Regions from separate parts of the Ovis aries genome. Here region 1 is linked to region 2. Evidence: chromatin contacts called from public Hi-C data. All regions are on one chromosome and are shown on one strand. Each heading gives the region's core, a stretch centred on a gene start, on an enhancer-like site or on the middle of the called end of the contact. The rest is flanking DNA. Distances are from core to core; before and after follow the strand shown.

Region 1 (7,175 bases), core at 3,357-5,856, 79 kb after region 2:
ACAGCAGCAGCCCTGGCCTCCCGACCTGAGGCAGGGATGTGGGGTGGGGGGGAGGTGGGGTCAGGGGAGATGGAGGGGCTTCCCCTCCTGCTCATCTGCTCAGGGCTGGGGCCAGTCAAGGGGCAACTGCCCAAAAGTCCAAAAGCCAGCAAGTTGTAGCAATCCCCACCCGCAATGCCAAACTAACAAATGTAACAGGGAAAAATGAAAAAAAAAAAAAATGGGGGGACGGGGAAGACAAACCAAAACAGAACCCCCTGACCTCCTGCCCGGGGCGGAGGATGCAGCCGATGGCGGGGGCTGGGCCCGGGGCTGGGAGGGCCTAGCTGGGCCGGCACTGCACCTGGCCCTCCGAGCTGTCCTCGTCGTCAGAGGCCCCGGCGCCCCCACTGCTCAGGCCCGTGATCCGGTAGCCCATGTTGAGCAGCATCACCTCCAACGGGTCCGCGTTCATGCGCCGCTGGTTGGCCTGGGAGGCGCCCTCCATGTCCTCCACAACTCGGCCAGTGAGGTCTTCACTCTGCAGGAGGGGGGCCGGGGGAGGCATGCTTACTGCGGGGATCACAGACTGAGCTGTGCGTGTGGAGGGGCATGTACATACCAGGGGGTGTGTGTGGGTGTACCCATGGGTGCCCAGGTGCAAGGGAAACACGTCTGGGATGTATGTGGACGAATGGACAGACAGCCACCAGGATGCACGTGAGGGGGATGATGCACTACACTGGGGATGGGGGCACATGGTCACACACAGTGGGATCTATCCCAGAGGGTACACACAGCAGAGCGTCTTCTGGTGGGCCCCACACTGCAAAGTGCTGAGGACACAGCATGTGGAGGGGGGCGGTGCATGGACACGGGTGAGGGCAGCCTCGCCCCAGGATGTGCGGGGCACAGATGCCATACCCTGGTGGGGTGCAGACACAGCTCTCCCACCCCGTTCTTTTGCTGCCACTCATCCCTCAAGGAAAGGTCTTAAAATGTATAGGAAATTGCCTCTGGAGTTAGATCCACCTCTTGACTTCTGTTTTACCAGCTGGGAAGTGGGAGGAGGTGGGCAGAGAGCAGGGGAGGCCTCAGGCCAGCCCACCTGACTGCCCACACCATCCCTGTGTCCCTGTGGACCAGACGCATCACAGGCATCACTTCTTTAATCCTCAAAGCAACCTTCTGAGGTGGTGCTGTCATGCCCATTCCAATATACAGATGATAAAAACATGGGTTGTGTCCCTCAGGTCTAAGTAAAGGGACCAGGATTCAAACTAAGGGCCATCAGACTACAAAGCCTACGTGCTGCCCGGGTGCCTGAGGCACTGGCCTCTGCAGGGCTTCTGGGGGACAAGACGCAGAGGGACACGAGGGGCAGGGCACCAAGGGAGGTGCTGACCTGGGAGCTGGTGTTGGGGTGGGGCGGGTGCCCTGGCGGGTGCCCTCCCTGCCCTCCCGCACCCGGCCCCAGTTACTGGGCCACTGCCTCCCGGGTGTGAGGCTCACCTTCACACCTGGCTCACGGATATGCCCCTGGACTTGCCCGCTTCATCTGGAGCTTTCAGAACTCGCTGGCTCCTGCCCTGACGCAGCTTGGACCCCTGGGGAGAGAGCTCCTCCCCTGGCAGCCCCTTGCCTCCGTGAGGCTGTGACTCCTTTCCCATCCCGCCCCACACAAGCTCAGCTGGAGGCGTTGCAGAGCATCCCGCCTTCTTTCCTCCCGGCCTGGCTTCTGCCACCCTGCCCGCCCCCTCACCTCCGGCCGGGGGTTCCAGAGCCGCACAACAGGGTCGATGCCACTGGTGGCCAGGAAGCAGTAGCTGGGGTGTGGCTGCAGGCAGTTGACGATGGATTCGTCGCCCTGCAGCACGCGGACCAGGTTGGTGGTCTCCTTTTCCCAGACGAAGAAGGAGCCATCGTCAGAGCCGCTGACGATATACTGAGCGTTGCTGGCGGGGGAGGGGGGGGGCAAAGAGCAGGGAGGTCAGGTCGGGGGATGGCCCACAGGCTGCATGGCTGAGGGAAAGGGGGTGGCAGGGAAGCCTGGAGCCACTCAGCCCCCCGAACTCTGGGGTCTTCACCCGACTCGGAACTCCCACACACACGAGCATCCTCTCCACACTGGAGAGTCGTGTCACTGTCCAACTGTTCTCCTAACCTTGGGGTCACAGACAGCCGAGGTCCCTCTGACTTACTCTCCCTCAAAGTGCATCGTAAGCCCCCTGGGTGCCAGGATCGGATCCTGCCTCTCAGGGGTCTCTGGGAATGCTCCTGCCTCAGCTTTTCCTCAGTAGTCCTAGCCTCTCTGGATCCAGACCCCCAGACCCTACAGCACACCTGCCCCCAACACACTGCTGATATTTAGAAGGGATCTTGCTGGAGATGCTTGATTTATATTCATGGATCTCACCTACCCAAAAGAGTATGTCATCTACAGAGGAGGGCTGGAGGGGGATGGTGGCTCACAGAGGTGAAGCCATCTGCCCAAGGGCACAGAGCTGGGATTTGAGACTTCTGAAAGCCTAGGTCCCCACGCCACCCTCAACCTCCTGCCGCCAACTGGGCTGGGCCCTCCTCCTTCTCAGGGCCTCAGACCTGCCAAAGAAATTGGCCTCCTTGATATCCGTGGTGGTGTTGCAGTGGCCACAGTAGCGGAACTGGTAGTCGTAGCTTCGCTCCCGCAGCACCATCTCGTCCTCGGAGATGGAGTCCTTACGGCTCATGCTTCGGAGGCGGACGGGGCCGCCGCCACCGCCGGCTCCCTTCTTCTCCTCTGGGGCAGAGAACAGGGACCGTGAGAGTCCTGCCCGTCTCTCCCCGCCTCCCCGTTTCCTCCCCACCCTTCACCCCGTTCTCCGTCCAAGTAGTAAGCCATGAAGGGCTGTCCCTCTCCCACTACCCTGGAAAACTGGGAACAACTGTGGAAAAGAGGCATCTGTGCATCCTGCCCTTGAGGGTGTTCAAGAGGAGATCGCTGATGCCAGGACGGCCTTGGCTTAGGTCCCTGAATAACGTCTGGAAGCCCCGAGGATGCCCGGCCCTAAGGTCTGTTGGTGTGGAGGTGAGCGGCGGGGAGGGGAGGGCAAAGCGCTGCCAAGAGAGCCTTGAGCGGGTGATCTTTCTAGCCCTCCCGCCCCGGAGGACAAGTCAGCCTGGGTCCTGGTGGCCGCATACGCGCCTCAGTAAAGTCACACCAGCTCTCTCAGTGCCTTGTCCCTGCCTGCCTCAAGGCCTTGGCACGCGCTGGCCCCTCTGCCAGACGCTTCACCTCTGGCGACACTCTGCCTAGTCACCTCTTCCCCAGCTTCAAGATCTCTGCCTGAACGTCTCCCTCAAAAACCCCGGGCTGCCTTCAACCCCTCCCCTGCACTCACACCCTATCAGGCCCCCGGGGCCTTCTTTGCTTCTCCTTCATCGCTAGGGTCCTTCCCAGGCTATAAATTCTTGAATCCAGAAATTCTATCTGACTTGTTCCTAGATGTATTCCCAGGACATAGCACAGTGCCTGGCACTATCCAGACAGATGGATCAATCCATGGTCCAATACGCTGCAGAGCAGAAGAGGAAGCTGCATGTCTGCCCCCAGTGAGCTCCCCTCTCATGTTTACAGACTGCACAGTTACCTGGCTCACTCTCCAGCGCTACCCAGAGGAGCAGGGCAGGCCCTTCAACATGCTGTACAAATAAGCCAGCAGGTTCAGAGAGGCTGTGCTCTGCCCAGTCTCATGGTTCCACATGGCAGAGCTGAGACTGGAACCGAGGCTCCATCCCTGTGCCCGGGGCCTTACCACTGCCCTGTGGGCTGTCTCTCCTGCACCCATGCAATCTGGAGCAAGTGCACTCTAGCCAACTAGCTGGAGCTCGGATCCCAACGGAACGGCCAAGGCCCTGTCTATGACAGGAGAGGATGACCTAGCTCCTATCCTGAGCCCCTATCCTGAGCCCCGGGGGAACCACACCAGGTGCCTTAAACACGCTATTGCTAATCCTTAAGAGACCAAGTGACTGTCTCAGGGTCACGTGGTTCTCAATCAGTGTGAGCCCAGGCCTCTCCAGTCTCAGGACTTACGTCCTCTCCAGAATGTCACGCAGCATCTCCAACAGACAGAGTGACAGCAACCCCTCCTCAGTGCGCACTCTACTCACCACCGTCATTTTTGGAGAAGAGGGCGGCCGTGATGTCACGTCCCAATGCGTCACAGGCGCTGCTATGGGCCTGCTCCGGGAACTTCCCTTTGAAATCATCCAGGCACTCTAGGGCCTCAGCCACGTACTTGAGCTCAAAGAGGCATCGGGCCAGGCGGAAGTGCGCCTTCAGGTGGCATGGATTTAGGGAGATGGCCTTGAGGCAGTCCCTCAGGGCATCGTAGTGGTCACCATCCCTGGGAAGGCAGGGGAGTGTGCTTTGGAGGTGGGGCCCCGTGGCAGGTAGGGAGTCCCCATTCAGTCTTGTCGCTTCCTGTGGCCACCCCAGCCCACCTTTGAGCGATCTCAGGGCAAGGGTATTTGGGGATGAACAGAATCCTGGTTCAGCCCAGGGCTTGCTCTCTAGGAGGCAGAGTATGTTTAGGAGGAAAGCCAGGAACCCTGGCGTATTGGCAGGTAGAGGGTGGGCATAAGGCAAAAACCAGTGTCGGGTTGCCCTCTGCTGGACACAGAGTGCAACTGTGCACCCGCTCACCCCAGGCACCCGCAGCCCTGCAGCAGAAGGCCTGGCATCTTGCCCGCCTCAGGCTCCCAGGCCCTCCTTCTCCTTTCCTCCACCCACCTCCTCAGATCCCCCCGGCTGGCCTTCAAAGCCAGGTCTGAGGCAGGGGGCCCTCAAGGACAGTTCTGTGGTCCGGGGAAGCCAGAAGTGTCAGGCTGGGGATTCAGGCTGCTGACCAGCAGGCAGCAAGTCCTCAGCCAGGCCCCCTCTGCCCTGGCTGACTGATCCACAGCAGCTGTGGCCTCTGCCTCCCGGGGCTGGAGGACGGGGCCTGACGGTCTGGCAGAGTCACTCCTCTGGAAGTGGATGGCGGGAGTGGGGGCGGGCATAGGCCACAGGAGCTGCAAATTGTCCACACTAACTTCTCCAAACTCCCGAAGCATGGATGTGGGGAAGTGGGAATAGTTTTGCGGGGTGGGGAGGGTCAGAGAAGAAGCCCCTCCTCCTCCCACCCTGTGCAGGAGTATAGAATACACATCTGCCCAGGTCCACAGACAGCCCCACCTCTCAACTGGAGAGCCAGGTGTCCTCACAGGATCCACTTCTCCGTTTTTCCCCTCTGCTGGGGTGAGGCGGGCCTAGGACCCACTTGCGTTAAGAAGCACGCCGCCGACCGCCCCCCCCCACCATGGCCTCCCCACCAAGGCGCAGCTCACAACCCCTGTGCGCGGCGGGGGCCAGGGCAGGTCTGACGCTGGAGCTGTGCTCCTGACCCTCCCTCCTACAGCACCCAGAGGGAGCACCGGTGCTCAGAGCAGGGACAAGAGGCTTGGCAGTGCGGAGGCGGGCGGGAGACAGAGTGTCCCGACGGCGCAGCTGCGTCAGAACGAGTGGCTGTGACGGAGGAGCAGGCGCGCTTCGGAAACCCAATTACCGCCTGCAAGGTGCCCCTCAGAACTCCCGGGGAGAGCCAGACCAGAAAGCAGCCAGAAGCCAGAGGGCGACAGCTCCCACCGCATCCAGGAGCAGATGGCTGCCCTGGGGAGACTGGCCTGGGACAGAACGTGACATTCTAAGGGTCACTGGCAGGCACGTGGGGATGGGGAGAGAGCAAGCTGGCCCCAGGGCGCACCCATCCGGACTTGCTGCCAGCTCAATCTCCCTGAAAAGACAGCCCTCAACACCTCCCTCTGCTGCTCGAAACTCTTCAGTAGCTGCCCATCATCCACTGAATCGAGGCCAAAACGCCACCGCTCTGCATTCCAAGACCTTCCCAGGCTGGCCCCAGGCTACCTCACAGACTCATCTCCTGCCAGTCCCTTCCCGAACCCTCTGCTCCAGCCAAATGGATTTGTTGTTCTGCAAACAAGCTCTTCAGTCAGTCCCCCACCCCCACGCCTTTGTTCACACCGTTTCATCTCCCTGGGAATGTCCTTCCCCCACAGTCCCCTCCCCGCTTTCCTCTCCTGTCTAAGCCTGCCCACACTGAAAGCAGACACCACGTCTTCCCGGTGCTCCCTGATCCCCAGGTACAGTGACCCGACTTTTCCTCTGCCCATGGCACTTCACCTGACCCTTCAAAGACTCACTGCTTCCTGCCTCTTCGGTGATGGACCATGCCCACCTCTTTATCCCCTGTCCAGAGGCTGTGCGCTCTGGAGCACAGTAACTCGGAGGGACAGAACTTTGTGTCTCTAGTTCTCAGTGCATAGTAGGGATTCAGAGAAGATGTTAAGGGTACTGTGGACTGGGAAATCATCAGTCCTTCTCAGCAAAATGCAGGAGAGTGTGCTCAGCCTACAGCCTGCATGAAGACCACTGCATTCTACCCACCTGCTGGAAAAGAGGGGCAAAACACCCCAGGAGGGCCCCCAACTGTCATCTCCTGGGGCTGGCTGCCATCTGAGCCCATGGCCAACTCCTGATGTCTGAGCTAAGGCCTGTGGGGGCAGCATCTTCCCAAACCCCCATCCACCAGCCTGCTGACTTGGGTGGGTTTCTTAAGCTTCCCTCTCTGGCCTGCCGAGTTGCAGCCAGACGATGGCACACCAGCTGGCCTGTCTGTCTGGGCAGAGCCGACGGATGCCAGACGGAGCAGAAATGGCTGTGGGCCCAGCTTTATCCATCTCCCATCCTGGCCCTGGCTGGGGGATGGGGTCTGCCTGCCTGCTTGCCTGCTGGTGCTGTAGGCGGAAGGGCTGGGGGCCCTGGTGGTCTTCAAAGATAAAGGGTTCTTCAGGATATGGACCTGTTCCCTTACCACTGGCCATTACCACACAGCAAGACCCACAGCCAGCTTCAGATGTCTAGGATCCTGCTTGTGCTTGGTCCAAAGGGTCCAAGAGCATAGGACAGCAAACTCCAAGGTCAAGGCGCTGCACAATCACTTCAAACAGATAGCAACTGAATTCACCAGGGCCTCATTTGCATCTAGCAAGATTCTACTGCCCCTTTAAAAGTCCGATTCAAGGCCCAATTCTCCAAGGACTGGGATTAACCACTCTCCCAATTCCTACTTCCAGCAACCACAGCACTAACATGC
Region 2 (7,633 bases), core at 5,052-7,551:
TGCATGTGTGGATCTTCTCTCAACAGCCAGGAACCTGGACCCCCACGTGTGTGCCTGTGTGCACATGCCTGTGTGCACACATGTCTCCGCATGTAGGGAGTTGCGGGGTGTGGGGTTGGCAGGTTTCAGGCTCCAGGAGAAAATCTGACAGACGAGACTTGCCGCAGCCCCCGGCCCCAGGAGCCTGTTTTCCAGCCTGCAGAAGCTGTGAGCCCGTGAACTCATCTTATATTAATAGCTGCTGTCTCCTCACTTATTGCAGGGAGAAGCGGTCATGGCCCTGGTGGGGGCTGCCCCCTCCACAGGACCTGGGAAGAAGGGGAGGAGAGAAGGGCCCCAGCCCCACCCTAAGGCCTACCCCTGCAGGAAGGCAGGGTTCCGGGCCCCAGCCTTTGCCTCCTCCAAGCCAGGGAGCCCCCACTGCCCAGCTCACCCTCCTGGGCCTCAATCACTTGGGGGGATCAGGCATGGAGTTGGACAGCTGGCTAAGGCAGAGAGGCTGGAAGGCTTGGCTACTCCCCACCCTGAAAAACACACACACAGGCATACACGCACACGTGCATGCACACGTGATGAGCAGCCCCCGACTGAGAAGTCTGAGCCTGAAAGAGACGCAGACGGCTTCAATCTGAGGGGCAGACATGTCCCTTCTCTCAGGGACCTTCAGTTGGAGCTGGGACACAGCCTTCAGAGGCCCCCATTCTGATGAGGAAGGTAAAACTTCTCTGTAAATATTTACTAAGGAGAAGTGTAGCAAGGTGTATAAACTTCATCTTCACAGCCACAGGAGGGCTGAGCCAGGGAGGCTTCCTGGAGGAAACACAGACTTGGGGTACAGGGAGGACCTGAGATGTAGCTGCAGAATCCCAGGAGGAAGGAGAAGCCAACAGGCCCCACCTTGCACACAAACCCCAACCCGGGGACAGGCTCAGACACCCTCATGTGGGCCCAGGACTCAAGGCCGAGACTGAAGATGCAGGCTTCCAGAAATGTCTGAGCGCCACCTCACAGCTACACAGAGACAGAGGACTCAACGGCATGAGGGTCCACCACAAATGAGGCTGGCCCTGCTGGGCCCTGGAGCCAGAAGCAAGGAGGGGGCCGAGAGCCAAGCCCTCCGAGGATGGGATGGGCCCCTGGCCCTGCTCCTTCGAGACCTTGGTGGGTGCTCCTTGGGAGTGTGGCTGAGGCAGCCAGTAGGCCTGTTCCTACACTGCCCCTCCCAAAGGTCTAGGGGTGCCCTGGAGACCCCCAAAACTTTCCCTAGCCCAGGACAGGGCTCCCTGCCCTGGTTTCCTTGCTTGCTATTTCTGAGCTGCTCCTGAAACCAATTCCCTCATCCAGGAAAGAAACAGATTGGAAGTCACAAGGACCTGGTTCAACCCTCAGGTCAGCTCAGCTCTTAACTGTGTGACTTTAGGCAAATCAAATGTCACTTTCAGTGAGGATTTTGAGGGCATCCGTATCTTTTCTTTACTTTTAGGTCACTCCATATCTCTTGCAGTGTCTTAGTTCTCTGACCAGGGATCCAGCATGGGTCCCCAGCAGCAGTGGATAAGCTGAACCCTAACCACTGGACTGCCAGGGAGGTTCCAAGGGGCACCCTCGTTTAAAGCTTACATCCGCTCCCTGTGCTCTGTCTCTGAGAATATATCACTCTGACATTATCATATTTTAGTTCCTGTCTTTATTACTGTGTCCTCCAGCTAGAATTTACACTGCCCACAAGGACAGCAATGAATAAATGAAAATTCATTACTCTCAGAGCCTCAACTTTCTCTTCTGTAAAATGGGGAAAGCAATAGTACCCCTCCCCCACCAAAGGGGCCATGGTGATGTTGTGTGAGATGTTTGGCATGGGACAGGTGCTTCCTGACTGGGGACCTTTTTCCCAGGGACCTTCCAGGAAGGTGGGGAGAGGAGGTAAGCCTCAACCTGACCTGGTGGAGCCTCCCCACTTTGGGCCTGGATTGGCACTGTGTGTAGCTCAGCCCAGGCCCGCCCTCTGCCAGCTGTGACCCAGCCCTGTTGGTATGCCCACTCCCCTTGGATTCCTGTGGCTGCTATTGGGGAGGAGTCTTGAACATCAGGCAAAAGCTCTCTGGCCAGGGAAACAGTCTCCCCATCTGTGCAATAGGGGTGCTCTGAGGGCCCCACCTCCAGGCTTCGCCCATCTGGGTAGATGTGGGTTTGGGGTAGTCCGAGCTTCCTCTTCAGCCACACCCCAAACCTACTCCTGCCTGTACCTGGTGAACAAGTTCTTTTTGGTTCCAAAACTGCAATTCAGAGTCCTGCCCAATTTTGTCCTCAAATGCACACAAGGGTACACACACTTACCTTCACTCACCTTTGCGTAGAAAAAAGTCCTTCCAGCTCCTGAGTGAACAGACCCCATCCAATCACCTCCCAAAATGGGGCCACTGGCTCTGAAAATTAACCCCAACACAAGGCAGGGTCCAGAATGTCCTAAGCCTTTGGCTTGGGAAGGCAGGAGATGAGGGGGCATCGGCCAGGGGACAGTGCACAGGGCCTGGAAACAAACGTGCCTCTTTTGAATCCTGGCTCTACCGTTTCCTAGCTGTATGACCTTGAGCTGACCACTGAATCTCCCTTGGCCCACTTCCTGGTCTGTAACATGAGGTTCTTACCCGTGCCAGGGGATGCTTGTTAGGCATACGTGAGCTGACGGATGCAGAACGCTTAGTGCAGTGCCCAGCGCGCAGGAAACACCTGTGAGTGGAAGAGGCTGCTGTTGTTCAGGACACCTACATGGCTTGAGCACATTCTTCATGCCCAAACCCCAAGCTAAAGCTAATGTAGGCAAGATGTGAGCAACTGAAACCCACGGGGGCCTGGCACCAGCAGTTCTAGTCCCGGTGGAGGTGGGGTTCTTGTCTGGGGACGCCTGGGTCTGAACAGAGGAACCCATCAGACTGGCATCCTGGGGTGGGAGGTGTCACCTGCCAGCCTTACTCCACCTGAGTCTCCAGTTTCTTGGATCCCCCCATAGGTCCCCAGGCCTGGCCTAATCCCCCCGTTCGAGGCTGTCACCCATCACACCCCACACCACTCCTTCCACGAACAGACAAATCTTATTTATCACAAAATCATTTTTTAATGAGGGTTGGGTCAGGAACAGGAATAGGGATTGCACTGGGGACCCTACCCCAGATGGCAGAGGGCTCAGGTGTTGGCTCGCACCCTGCCTCCTGTAGGGCACCGCAGGGTGAGACCTGACCCCAGGCTCTGGCTATGGTGCTGGACACCAGCCTGGAGTGGAGCTGGGGTTGCTTGGCCTGGTTCCGACGGCCGACCCGGCTGCAGTTCCCCAAAAACGGCCACCAGAGGGCAGTCGGCCCCCAGAGCAGAGGAATTCTCGGTTTCTCAGGTGATGGCTTCTTAAAAAAATAAAAAACCAGAGGCTGGTGTGTTCCCCCTGCAAACCCGAGGGGGCGGGCCTGGGGAGAAGGCTCTGGTTTCTATGATCTCTTCGATAAAAAGTAAGCAAAAATAATAACAAAATACGTGGTTTCTCTCTCTCCCTTTTCCCCCTCTAGGAACTGAGGTCAGAAATGAGGGTGTTGGGGACTGGGAGTACCCTGGTATGGCCTGGATTTCAAGGTGTGGGTCTCTTTATTTCCCCTTAACACCCATAAATAAATTCATAAATAAATAATAAATAGATATTCTCTTTGTATGTGCACATATATACAGATAAACCTTTCTCTTATCTAGGCAATGGAGTAACTAACCTCTCTGACTCTTTAGCTCAGAAACACAAAAGTAAAGTGACATGGTCAAGGTCAAGGGAGGGGGAAGGTCAGGGACTTGGAATGGCACTGTGAAACACCCAGCAGCCTACTGGAACTCCAAGCCCATCTGGGCTGTGGGACATTTCTGAGTTGGGACCCTGACCACCGGAACATTCTAGAACCATGGAGCCAGCTGGGCCCTGCAGGGATCTGAACAGAATCCTGTGAAACACCCAAAGTCCTAGAACTCCAGAACCAGCTGGGTCTTGGGGTGTGGAGCTGGGGGTTGGAACAAAGCCCTGGAGGACCTAACATTCTGGAATTCTGTAGTGATGAGGGCTGGAGGGTCACCAGGATGAGACTAGACATCACTGGGGGAGCGGGATCGGAAGAGCGTCTTGGAAGAGGAACAGCAGCAGCAGACAGCCCACAGCACCTTCTGCACGTCCTGGTTGCGGAAGGCGTAGATGATGGGGTTGATCATGGAGTTGTAGGTGGCAGGGAGCAGGGTGAGATAGGTGTAGAGGGGTGGGGAGTGGGCATCGCCCAACAGGCAGTAGACGGTGAAGGGCAGCCAGCAGGCGGCAAAGGCGCCAAGCACCACGGCCAGGGTGGCAATGCCCTTTCGGGTGGCCACGTAGTGGGAGGCAGGCAGCAGGTGCCGCTGGAGGGCAATCTGCTGGGCATGGCGGCAGACGATGCGACAGACCTGGGCGTACAGCTGCAGCATGATGCCGAACACCATGAAGAAGGCGACGGCCAGGACCACCAGATGGTTCTTGGAGAGCGGATAGACCACGCCGCACGTGGCCCGCGCATCCAGGCAGTTCCAGGCCAGCACAGGCAGCAGCCCCAGGCCCAGCGCGCCCCCCCACACTAGGGCCAGCATCACATAGGTCCGCGTCACTGTTGTCTCTGAGTAGTAGGTGAGCGCATTATACAGAGAAAGGTAGCGATCAACGGTGATGGCCAGTAGGCTGCCGATGCTGGCAGTAAAGGCCGTGGCCAGCACGCCAACCAGCACCAGGCTCATCACTGCTGAGCCAATGCAGAAGACAGCAGCGAAGTGCATGACCAGGCCCAGGCCCGCCAGCAGGTCTGCCACAGCCAGGCTGCCCACTAGCAGGAACATGGGGGCACGGAAGGCGGGAGTGCCCACGATGATGGCCACCACCAGCGCGTTCTCACAGGACACCAGTGTGCCCGAGATGCACAGTACTACGTCCCAGGCCGTGGGGGTGGGCAGCGGTGCAGCAGGGCCTGTGGGCCCCTCTGTGGACCCCATGCTGCTCATGTTCATGTTTCCAGGGCCAGCAGAGAGCCAGGCCAGGGGGCTGCCTGCACCCCACATCATGGTACCTGTAGGAGAAACGCCCTGTGAGAAGCTGGCAGGGCTGGGTGCTGGGTAGAGGGGTCTGGAAGCAGTCGGGGGGGGGGGGTCTCTCCTCAGGATACCTGGCTGGGTCCCAGGTTGCCCACCCCCTCCCATGCCCTGAAGCTCCTTCCAGGATACCCTTGTCTTCACCTATGCCCCTAGGCCAGCAGGGGTCTGGGGATCCCTGTGGTGGGTCGCTCCCCTCTCCCTTCTAATACATTGAGTCCCGCAGGTCTCTCTCCCATGTGTGTGACCGAGGAGGACAAGATGAAGGACTACCATAAGTGGATGGAGGCCCATAGGATCCCGGAGAAGCCGGGAAAGGCCCAGGACTGGGGGAGGGGACATCTCAAGACTGACAGCAGTTCTGCTCCCTCCCCACTGGGGAGGATGACGCTCAGTTTCTGAGGCTCACCAGACCCCTCACGATTCTCAGTATGGCCAGCCCCAGACTCCGCCCCCAGAGAATGCTCGTGAAGCTCCCGCCAGCCCCCACCCTGCACTCTTAGGGTAACAACATCTGGGACCTCAGCCCCCCAACACACACTCGCCTAGACTTCTGCCCCCAGCTGGACCCTTCTTTCTGCCTGAACCTCTGGGTCTTTGGGACAAACACCCCCTGCTGGAAGCCAGGATCCTGGAGTCAGATCCCTCCCTCTGCTTGGACACCTGGCTCTTGGGCCTGACTCCGCCTCCTGTCCGGACGTCTGGATTTCTAAGTCGGACACCTCCTCCTGCTCGGACGCCTGGTTCCTGGCCCAGACGCTTCCTGCCGGCCCAAACTCAGATGACCATCAGTCCCTTCAGGGCCTCGGGTCCTTGCAGGAGTGCTCACCCCACGCCGGGCTACCCAGCTGACAGCTCTTATCACCCAGACCCTGGGTCCCCTCCTGTTAGCCCAGACTCAGAGTTCCTGGTCTCAACCTCCGACCCCAACCAACGGCTGGGAGCTTGACCGCTTGCCCAGCGTCCAGCATCCTGCGTGCCCTCTTGGACGCCTGGTACCCAAGGCGGGGCCCGCTACTCACCTCTCGGGACGGGGCGCGGCCGGGCCGCGGGGAGGCTGCGCTCGGGTCCGGGCTGCGCAGGGTGTGTGAGGACCCCGAGAAGCCCCCGCGGCCGCGGGAGAAGCGGCGTGAGTCACCCCGTCCTGCCCCGCCCCCGACCACCGCTTTGGTGACGTCAGTGGCCCGGCTGGCCAATGGGTGCGTCGCGCTGGGGCGCAGCGCGCGCCGCTCGGCATAGTAATGAGGCCTCGTGCCGCCCGCTCCCCCATTCATAAAAAGCGACCGTGGCTGCGGCTCCGCCCCCTTCTGAGTCGGCCCGCGCTGTCCTTGACGCTGCGCCCTCTACGGGCCGGGGGTTTCGGGGTCGCTGGTGCGAGAGCCCTTGCAGTCTCAGGGAGGTGGCGGGGGGCATGTGTTAGAGGGAGAGGAAGAAAGGGGCCCCGGAGAGTTTGTGGAGGTGATGGGACCCTCGGGTGGCAGAGACAGGCTGACGGAATTCAGGTGACGGAGCCCGAGTGATGGGGGCTGAATGAGCGTCCCCGGTGAGGATGACAGGGGTTGCCAAGACGATGGGGCCCTGAGGTGATGGTGACAGGAGCACGAGGGAGCAGGGAGGTGGGTGGAAGTGACGGTATGAGCGCGGTGACAGGATCTTGGGGGGATGGTGGCAGTGCGACGCTGAGGAGGAGAAGGAAGCCCCCAGGGCAACCATAGCAGTGTCAGGGTGACGCTGGGCCATGATGGGGTTCAGGGATGAGGCGGTAGGAAAGGGAAGGTGGAGGGGCTGGGTGATAGTTCTTCAGGTCACCGTGACCCTGTCACAAGTGACCAGGCTGTGATAAGGGTCATAGGGTCCTGGAATGAAGATACCAGGTGACTGTGGGCCCCCAGGGGGGTGGGACAGGGTAGAGGGTCTGGACTGACAGTAACCGGGCCAGCCCTCCTGATGCCGGGGCTGGCAGAAGGAGCTGGGCGACGTCAATCATGTCAGCCCAATAGCGCCCTCACTGCACAGGGAGGGGTGGGCCTGGCAAGATTTCAAAACTTGAATTATTTATTCAAGGATCTGGAAAGCCAGCGGGGTGGGGGTGGGGGGGGGGGTGGGGGGGGTCACTTCCCTGAAGCAGCAGGAGTCGGGAAGAACTTGGAAGCAGAAAGCCATCAGCTCAGTCCCCAGGGCGGGCCCCCCTCGGCCTCCCATCTTAGGCACCCTGGCAGGGCAGGGCACAGAGAAGAAACTCCCCCTTCCCCACCTCTTCCTGTTCCCAGGGAACCTCTCCCAGCTGACTTCTCCAGATGCCACAGATATGGCCAGTTCTGGGAAAGGGGAAATAGCTGCCTCCTCCACCCTCCAACTCGAGCTCTGATCCTCATTGGAATCAACCAGGCCTGTGGGAAGGGGCTGGGGGCAGGGACCAGGTGAGGGCCCAGATCCCAGGCCCCACCACTTATCCTCCCAGCACAGAACCACTGCAGTATCCACAGTCAGTGTGGGGCAG

What was found. Hi-C and Micro-C count contacts between places; a contact is called where the count stands out from the background.
Region 1: a contact with region 2 is called in a Hi-C map of hypothalamus, with 5 times the contacts expected there. The contact joins the enhancer-like site here to the promoter of GPR3 in region 2. A contact is called at or near these places in 6 of 16 Hi-C or Micro-C datasets (blood, hypothalamus, liver and 3 more).

The regions. Positions count from the first base shown.
Region 1 is chr2:239,698,940-239,706,114 of ARS-UI_Ramb_v3.0, forward strand. WDTC1 (WD and tetratricopeptide repeats 1) reads right to left here. Exons shown (of 17, transcript XR_009599448.1): 13 at 4,132-4,367; 14 at 2,581-2,758; 15 at 1,742-1,934; 16 at 263-520. It overlaps LOC121818843 (U1 small nuclear ribonucleoprotein C-like), which reads left to right. Exons shown (of 1, transcript XM_042245120.1): 1 at 1-258. Among named protein-coding and RNA genes, the nearest start is that of TMEM222, 17 kb to the left of the region's middle. Within about 2 kb of position 4,607, at least 18 of the 54 cell types and tissues checked have an H3K27ac peak or open chromatin away from gene starts, as enhancers often do. A contact at or near this core is called in hypothalamus and liver, where this site is marked.
Region 2 is chr2:239,618,465-239,626,097 of ARS-UI_Ramb_v3.0, forward strand. It overlaps GPR3 (G protein-coupled receptor 3), which reads right to left and starts at 6,302. Exons shown (of 2, transcript XM_027965442.3): 1 at 6,156-6,302; 2 at 1-5,111. The coding sequence starts at 5,106. The coding sequence ends at 4,114.